Regions from separate parts of the Pan troglodytes genome. Here region 1 is linked to region 2. The links are chromatin contacts, called in public Hi-C maps. All regions are on one chromosome and are shown on one strand. Each heading gives the region's core, a stretch centred on a gene start, on an enhancer-like site or on the middle of the called end of the contact. The rest is flanking DNA. Distances are from core to core; before and after follow the strand shown.

Region 1 (4,618 bases), core at 778-3,277, 36 kb before region 2:
GGAACCAAGCCAAATGTCCAACAATGATAGACTGGATTAAGAAAATGTGGCACATATACACCATGGAATACTATGCAGCCATAAAAATTGATGAGTTCATGTCCTTTGTAGGGACATGGATGAAGCTGGAAACCATCATTCTCAGCAAACTATCACAAGGACAAAGAAACAAACACCGCATGTTCTCACTCATAGGTGGGAATTGAACAATGAGATCACATGGACACAGGAAGGGGAACATCACACTCTGGGGACTGTTGTGGGGTGGGGTGAGGGGGGAGAGATAGCATTAGGAGATATGCCTAATGCTAAATAACGAGTTCATGGGTGCAGCACACCAACGTGGCACATGTATACATATGTAACAAACCTGCACGTTGTGCACATGTACCCTAAAACTTAAAGTATAATAATAATAAAATTTAAAAAAAGAAATAAAAGAAATTATAAAACAAACAAAAAATCTGAGTGTATTTGTCCCCATTTCCAAGCTAACAGGATTGGTGAAAATAAAATGGACTAAAGTAGGCTATCCTATAGGGAACTAAATTGCAAATAAATCCAGTATTGAGATGTTTGCCTTGATTTTGCCTATTTCTATCCATAGCTCAGTTTGAAACGACCATATTCATGAAATGCCAGAGTTTGTTTAGATTACTGAAGGTATATTATTTGAGACCTCAAATCCAAATGACTTCCAAATTAGGATACCCAGAATATTTTTGGTTCTGACTGTTGCAGTATTATGCTCACCTTAATTTAATCTTCATAATTGAAAATAACAAGCAGAATCCACAATAAGTTTTTTTTTTTTGGAGACAGAGACTCACCCTGTTGCCCAGGTTGGAGCGCAGTGGCGTGATCTTAGCTCACTGCAACCTCTGCCTCCTGGGTTCCAGCAATTCTCCTGTCTCAGCCTCCCGAGTAGCTGGGATTACAGGCGTATGACACCATGCTCAGCTAATTTTTGTAGTTTTAGTAGAGACGGGGTTTCACCATATTGGCCAGGCTGGTCTTGAACTCTTGAACTCAGGTAATACGCCTGCCTTGGCCTCCCAAAGTGCTGGGATTACAGGCGTGAGCCACTGTGCCTGGCCAATATTGGATATTTTAAAGGTGGGATCACTTGAAAATGGGGGGACAATGATCTGTGTGAGATCTATTTGGTTTCTATTATTAAACTTCTTGAAACTCAGAGTCAGGTGCAGTAGTGGTGAGTACCTGTAGTTCCAGCTACTCAGGAGGCTCAAGTGGGAGGATCACTTGAGCCCAGGAGTTCAACTCCAGCCTGGGCAACATAACAAGACTCCATTAAAAGAAAAAAAAAAAAAACTTTTTGAAACTCAGCTGCTACACATTGACTTTCCTCATTGTGTATGTGCACCAGGTAGCTAAGGATACTTCAGGTCTTATATTTGGTTTTTCATAGGCAATCATGCATTCCCAAAAAAAAGCGTTTGTTTCTAGAACTGGTATCGATAATTGTATCATTCTCATAAAATATTTTATTTATCCCAACTGATTTGCCTGTGATCACCCAGACTCACTTATCCAGAGACACACAAATGGGCAGGCAGGTAGACAAACGCTACACCTGCCTGCCCTTTAGGAGCTAACAATGTGATTACCTCTCCTCTCCACGCGCAACCCCTTCCGCCCTCAACACACACATTCATTATCTTCCTTATTCTATTAATGAACATTTCCTCGGTGCTCACACAGCTCGTGCTAGGTTGCTCAGTGGTGTCATTTACAATATACTGAAAAATGAAAATGATATCCTCAGCGGGGCGTAATGTAGGGCTGAAAGGGAAAACACATTCCTGGCCCGGAATTTCTTAAACATTTAGAGCTGGTGAAATGGTTGTGTAGAGGTTGGGGAATTTCCCCAGCCTTCCCCGCTTAACCGAGTCTGATGCTGAGCTGAGCCAGGGCAGCTGAGATGCGCAGGGCTTGGGATTTACCTCTTCAGCCACTGGGAGGCCCTCTGCGTTCCCCTTTCCCCGGTGCCTGGCTGCGATTACTCACTCGCGCAGTGGCACCAGCCTTCCACCAGGGAGCCTCGAACGAGCTCTCCCGCCCTCTCCCCGCCCCCCCCCACCCCCATCTGCAGCTTGCTGGCTCTCTCTTTCTCCCTCTCTGTCTCACTCTCTCTCTTTCTCTCCCTCTCCTATCGGAGCACAATGAAAGCCTGTGTATCGCCGTGACTCCGGGCGGGAGCCAGTGTCAGCAAAGCGGCTAACAACAGACGAGAAAGAGAAAGGAAAATACAAGCTACTTTTTTTTTTTCCATCTATAAAGCGGAGCAAATACAGGAGATAGAACCAGATTGCTTATTGCGAGTCCAGACCCTCAGATCCACTGGCCGGGGATGGAATGTACAAAAGTGGACAGAAAAGTGGCTGGACATGACTCGGTGCAATTTGCTGGAAGTTTGTAAGTTTGACCATCGTTTGTAAATTACTCTCGGAAGAGTTTGTCTCTCTTGATACTGTATTAGAATAGAGCCGGGGGTGAGGAATAGAAACGTAAGCGGGAAAGAAAAAAATGTGTTGAAGGATCTCTCTCAGTGGCTAGCGACTTAAGATTGCTTTTCATTTAAGGCTAGGAAACCTTAGAGGGAGTGAGGATTTTACCGGTGATTGGATTAGCTGAAGAAAAAAGCATGGTCCAAAAGTCCAATTACTGACATTGTTAACAGTTGAAAAGCTGTCTCCCTCTTTTGGGAGAAGACAACATCCTACAGTACCCCAAAGAGGAGAAAACACCGGAGCGAAAGGAAAGGGAGGAAAAATTAAAAGCCAAAAGACAGTCTCCCTTGATTTTTGCACATTTTGAACAGTGACTTAAACATCTTCTGAAACAGCACTGTTTTGTTTTGTTTTGGTTTTTTATTTAACCTGAGGAAAAGTCAAGGCTGCTGGTTACATAGACATGGTAGAAATGTGTTTCTCTGCAGAAACATCCCCATAAAGAATTGTCGGAAACAACTAGGTGAGGGGGAGTCCTCTCTATTAATACCTCTCTCAATACCTTTTGCTGTGTGTTTCTGTCTCTTGCTGGACAATCCCTGAATTCTTGATCTAACCCCCAGATCGTGTGTTTACAAAGTACCTAGTGGCTCTTGTCAGCTTGGTGGAGGAAAAAAAATCCACCAACTCTGTCCAACTTCTCCAGAGCTGTCAAATGCAATTAGAGTAAGTTAATCAGGGTTTGTTTCCAACTTATCCTCCCCCCAGCTGGTTTCTATTCTTTCTCCCCACCCTCTTTTTACTAACTCCCCTCCCCCACACCTTCTCCACGGCTCCCCCACAACCTCTGAAGACCTCTATTCATGTGGCCCTGAACACTGAGCTCACATTGTCAAAAACAGACTTGCCTGCAATAGCCAGCAGTAGCCTCTTTCCACCTCACCATCCCAGAGGCAGCAATCATTGTGTCCAGTAAGATGGGGGACACAGCGCCCCCGCAGGCCCCCGCAGGAGGGCTAGGGGGGGCCTCTGGGGCGGGGCTCCTTGGAGGGGGCTCAGTCACCCCGAGAGTGCACAGTGCTATCGTGGAGCGCCTCCGGGCTCGGATCGCTGTCTGCCGCCAACACCACCTGAGCTGTGAAGGACGATATGAACGAGGTAGGGCCGAGAGCTCAGACCGGGAAAGAGAAAGCACCTTGCAGCTCCTGAGCCTTGTACAGCATGGCCAGGGGGCAAGGAAAGCTGGCAAACACACCAAGGCCACCGCCACTGCTGCCACCACTACAGCCCCTCCACCGCCCCCTGCTGCCCCTCCTGCGGCCTCCCAAGCAGCAGCAACAGCAGCCCCACCGCCCCCACCAGACTATCACCATCACCACCAGCAGCACCTGCTGAACAGTAGCAATAATGGTGGCAGTGGTGGGATAAACGGAGAGCAGCAGCCGCCCGCTTCAACCCCAGGGGACCAGAGGAACTCAGCCCTGATTGCGGTAAGCACCTGGCTTTCTCATGGTTCTGGTTGTGGTCCTGTGGTCTCTTGTGAGGGTAGAGTTTGCTTTGGCCTAAGGTAGAGTGGATGGCAGTGAAAAAGGCCGAGATGTCACCTGACTACCTTAAAGGCCATTGGGTGCGTTCGGGTGGTTTCATGCGCCTACTCATCATGTTCTGTTGGTGCTCACTCCTGGGTTTTCCTTCGCTTATAGGATATTCCTTAACTGATAAGAAGCCTGAGTTTTCCAGAGGCTCTCTGGGGTCCACATCTTATAAAAGAAGAGGCTACCAGCTGGCAAGATCTGAGCCACTGAGGAAGGTTCTATCTCATGGATCCTCCAGCTTTGGCCAGCCAGCTCTGATTAGGCCCCCAAGCCATTTTTCAGCCCCAAAGCATTTATCAGCCCAGCTGGCTTTTATTAAAGCCTTTTTCTCCTTGCCCCATTTCCCCTCTCCCTTTTGAAGTGACCCCGTTCTTCTTCGCTTAAGAGAACATAAATGGTAAGCTGTAACAAATAGCAAATTCCCCAAATGTCCCCTCAGTCAAAAACAAAATTTGGGGAAAATATCCCAAAGAGAGACTAGGGAGGCACTGTTTCTTAAGAGGCCTACTCTCTGATTCCCTCTAGACTCTCTCACTCCTGAGCCACATCTCG
Region 2 (4,232 bases), core at 1,626-4,125:
AAGAGCAAGAAGCAAGTATGCTCCCTGTATGTCATCATATACATTTTGGAAACTTCAGAGTCTTAAAAATCATTCTGACCAGGTGTGGTGGCTCACACCTGTAATCCAATCACTTCTGAAGGCCAAAGCTGGTAGACTGCTTGAGTCCAGGAGTTTAAGACCGGCCTAGTCAACATGGCAAAAACCCATCTCTACAAAAAAAAATGTATAAATTAGCTGGGCATGGTGGCATGTTATCTGTAGTTCCAGCTACGTGGGAGGCTGAGGTGGGAGGAATACCTGAGCCTGGAGAGGTCGGGACCTCAGTAAGCCGTGACTGCACCACTGCACTCCAGCCTAGGTGGCAGAGTGAGACCCTGTCTCAGAAAAAAAAAAAAAAAAAAAAAAAATTGTTTCTTTGGGAGGTGGAATATCACAGTAGTCAATACCTTGGGCACTAGAATCCAAGCTCTACCATTTATTAACTGAGCAAATTGAGGGAAATTATTTAATTCTAAGGCTTTAATTCCACCATCTATGAAATGGTGATGTAGCAAAACCTGCCTAACAGGGATGGTGGGAAGATTAAGGGAGAGTGAGCAGGTAGTTACTGTGCTCAATGTTAGATACTATCTTCATCATCGTCATCCATGATGATCTTAGCAATCCTGCTACTGGGTTGAATGAAGTTCTCTGTACAGATTCCATGGCTGTAGGTAAGAATGAATCACTCATAATTGTGAGCAGAATAATGTGTGGTAAACAAATTATGCAGTTATTCGAATCCTTCTACTAAATCACAACTATAGGGTTAAACTAAAGGGCAGTTTTGAAACTGACCTCTGGGTGTGAATGCATTGTCAAGCACTTCATACTAAAACACAATGGCATTCCAAATCCCAGTATGATGCTAGACACAATGGATTACTCATTTCAGTGGGAGTACATTCTCTCCAAAAACCCAAAAACATTCACCCAGAACTTTCAAGACAAAAGACATTGCCAGCTAACACCAGCAAGGGCACTTAGTTTTCTTCCTTTCTCTATCTTTTACTTCTCTGTTTTGCTGAACTTAACTAATGAGTTATTTTCATTTTATTGTATTGTATTTTATGCCATGAATTATTTGTTTATGCTGCAGCATTTTTACATTTGGACAAGAGTACACAGAGCAGAAAGTATATAGCACATGTATGGTTCACTGTGTATAGATAAATGAAGCATTCATTCATTCAATAAATATTTGCTCAGTATCCATTGTGTGTAAGACATGAGGTTAGCTACATGGTCCCCAGCTTCAAGGTCTTTACATTCTAATAGGAAGACATATAAGAAACAAGCAAACAAACTAAAAAATATACATTATTATAGCTAGTCATTTTTTATAAAGCACAAGTTTCTTTAAATTTAAGCTGAAACATAAAGAAGTAGGAAGTAGCCATGGATATAATTTTTGGGAAGTGTACTCTGAGATGTTAGAGCAACTCTGATGCAAAGTACCATTTGTTTATTTAGCTTAATATTTTATGTCTAAAGTAGGTTTCTTACTGATAAAAATTGCAACATAATTAGATTTTGGGTATGGGAAATGATTGGATAATAAAGAATAAAACATAATCAGGTATGCAGTAAGTGAAAAGTTGATGTCAGAATTTCCAGTAATACTGTAATTATGTAAATTGTCACTAAAATGGATTTTGAGGGTTAGTATTTAAATACACAGAGTCTTGAATGACACAGCAGTCACCCATATGTATGTTAGAGATGCTTCAGTTATATTTCAGAATTCTACTATTGTTTAGTAAATCACTGGATTTTTTTTTCCTCCTTGTGGTTTAGGATAGCATTGAAATATCTTGGTATAATTACTTCCATACTTTGTCATTAGTATTTTATATTCTTTATTACATGGACTAATACCCCACCACCACCGCCCCCCAAATTTTAGCTATGCTGAAATGAAACTCCCTCTGAAATTTTGATTTCTGAGGTCGGGTGATCCCAAATGTAAACTATAACACTGTGTAAGGCCTGAGTCTAGAATTGTAAAGAAGCCAGAATCTTCCATGAGCATGCGCAGGGCTTTACCATAATTCCAGAGTAGAACAATCAGCATTCAAAACCACATGAAGCCAGGACTCTCTTCCACCCTCCTCTTCCTTTCCCCTATAAAATGATATCCACCCATGAGTCATAGGCCATTCATTCCCTTGGGTTCAGTATTAGTTCTGTTCCTGAACTCTCATGGGCCATCAAATGAAAATAAAATTAATACACACGAAGAGATTATCATTTTAGGGGATTTGTGGGAGCCCAGACACTTTTTATGAGAAGAGACTGGCACCCCTAAGGATGTTATTTGAATCTGAAAAGAAGCGGTCATAAAGGAAGTGGTGCTGCTTTAATCTGCTGTACGGAGCTGCCACCCTGCTCTTACTGCTAGGCAGCCTTCCCATATGAGCAGAATGATCATTCCCTTGGAGAAAGCAGCTGAGGTTTGAAAGCCGTTCCAATTTTGCAGTTTCAGGAATGTGTCGGAGTTGCAGCTTTAAGATGGCATTTCCCCCTCCCCAGCTGCTGTCGAGAGTGCCTGGGCTAGATGTGAATGGGAGTTTTGTATGAAGATTGTGAGTGAGCCAGAGCCACTGGGTAATCAGGACAGCAAGGCACATTAAGGAATATACTTTAAGGGATATATTTAAGGAATATACTTTTCATACAGCCTCTCACTCTTCCTTTACAGTAAAAGCATAAGTAAAACTTCCCTATGCTCCTGTACTTATCCTGCTTTTGGTCTCATTTTAAGCTCAGCACTGAAGGCAACTTGATCTCCGTTGCTATCTCCTTTCATAGACGATAATGAGCACAGTTCTAAGAGGCTGGCTGCAATGATATCCTTTGCTGTTAGAAAAGGAAAGCGGGAGCAGGGATTGGAGTGATTGTTTGCTGTGTTGGTGACTGTGATGTTGCCATGGGAAAGCTCAAGACTTCAGGAGAGTTTGTATTTTGTTGGGCGAGGTGCCAAGCTGTTGTGACTTATTACAGCCGTGTGAGTGAGCTGTACAGAACAGTATCCTGTGTAGCAATTCAAAGGGCAGGATCACTTTAATCAGGGAAAGATAGAGTGCTGAGTATTCACATTACGCTTTATTTCAACTTGGAAATGATAAACAAACCTAACATTTTGGTAGTCTCTGGGTTTGCTCTTTTAACTTTGGAGAAAAAAAAGAATCAATTCCTCGTGCTCACTCCAACTGAAAAGCAAAACAAAAATGTTTCTGCTTTACATATAAAGACCCCTTGTAAAGAATGGTGTGCTCTCAAGTAACCACTCCACCCGCAAATGCTAGTTCATCTTGACTCAGCCTCAAGGAAAGAAAAAATTCACTGGCCAAGTTGATTTGGTGTGAAAAAAATAGTGTAAGTTTGGGAAGGTTTCTTTTCAATTTAGACTGAGGACATTCCTCTGCCTCACTTACCTGGGAAAGTCAGCCTTTTTACCCCCAGTATTGGCAAAGTACATGGCCCAGACTAGATGTTCAGTCGTTGTCTAACTATGCTGAAGTCAAGGAGTTTTCTTTGAGGTTTTATGAAAAATTAATACATAGATCCACATAAAGGAAAATTCTGGAGCTTGGAGAACTGTTTTGACCTTTCAAGTCACAAAGGGAGCTAGGTACAGTCCCCTTTTTGCAGTAGTCAACACAGCCCTAATTCTTTAGGGAGATGCCAAGCCTCCATATCATTTTGTGCTGTGTAGACATTGCCTAGAAGTTCCCTTGGAGCCAAGTCTTTTGAAGCTTTTTGATCCATTCCAGGGAACTCTTGGAAGAGGAGAGAAGAACTTCACAATTTCCATTTTTAGCCTAAAACAGATGTCAACATGTTAACTCTTCTTCATTTGATATTGTGGGCCTGGGCTTGTGCAGTGATCAAAGGCACAACTGAAGTGCACAACTGAAGTGCTCCATATTTTCAGAATATATGTTTATTGAGAGACTTGTAGAAAACTATATATGTATATGTTATGTATATAATTATATATACATAATTTGATACTCAAGGCAGCTATGACATCTTGCAGCATAACAAGAAGAAAGGTATGTTTCTTATTGTGAGATATTAAAGTTTCATATGATACATTTTAAATGTTCATTTTCTAGGAGCGTTTCACTTTGTCTTTTAAAAACACTTTTCAGAATGTTTATACTTGTGTTTGTTGCTTTGTAGTTTTATTTGGTTGCCAGGTTAGC

The links. Hi-C and Micro-C count contacts between places; a contact is called where the count stands out from the background.
Region 1: a contact with region 2 is called in a Hi-C map of stem cell-derived neural progenitor cells, with 2.7 times the contacts expected there. The contact joins the promoter of MAML2 here to the enhancer-like site in region 2. A contact is called at or near these places in 1 of 7 Hi-C or Micro-C datasets (stem cell-derived neural progenitor cells) and 1 of 1 datasets of contacts at active chromatin or transcription factors (stem cell-derived excitatory neurons).

The regions. Positions count from the first base shown.
Region 1 is chr9:98,448,177-98,452,794 of NHGRI_mPanTro3-v2.0_pri, reverse strand. It overlaps MAML2 (mastermind like transcriptional coactivator 2), which reads left to right and starts at 2,027. Exons shown (of 5, transcript XM_001147268.8): 1 at 2,027-3,961. The coding sequence starts at 3,449. It overlaps MIR1260B (microRNA mir-1260b), which reads right to left and starts at 3,917; the gene lies at 3,810-3,917.
Region 2 is chr9:98,413,299-98,417,530 of NHGRI_mPanTro3-v2.0_pri, reverse strand. All of the region lies in intron 1 of MAML2 (mastermind like transcriptional coactivator 2), which reads left to right. Among named protein-coding and RNA genes, the nearest start is that of MIR1260B, 33 kb to the left of the region's middle. Within about 2 kb of position 2,875, at least 19 of the 24 cell types and tissues checked have an H3K27ac peak or open chromatin away from gene starts, as enhancers often do. A contact at or near this core is called in stem cell-derived excitatory neurons and stem cell-derived neural progenitor cells, where this site is marked.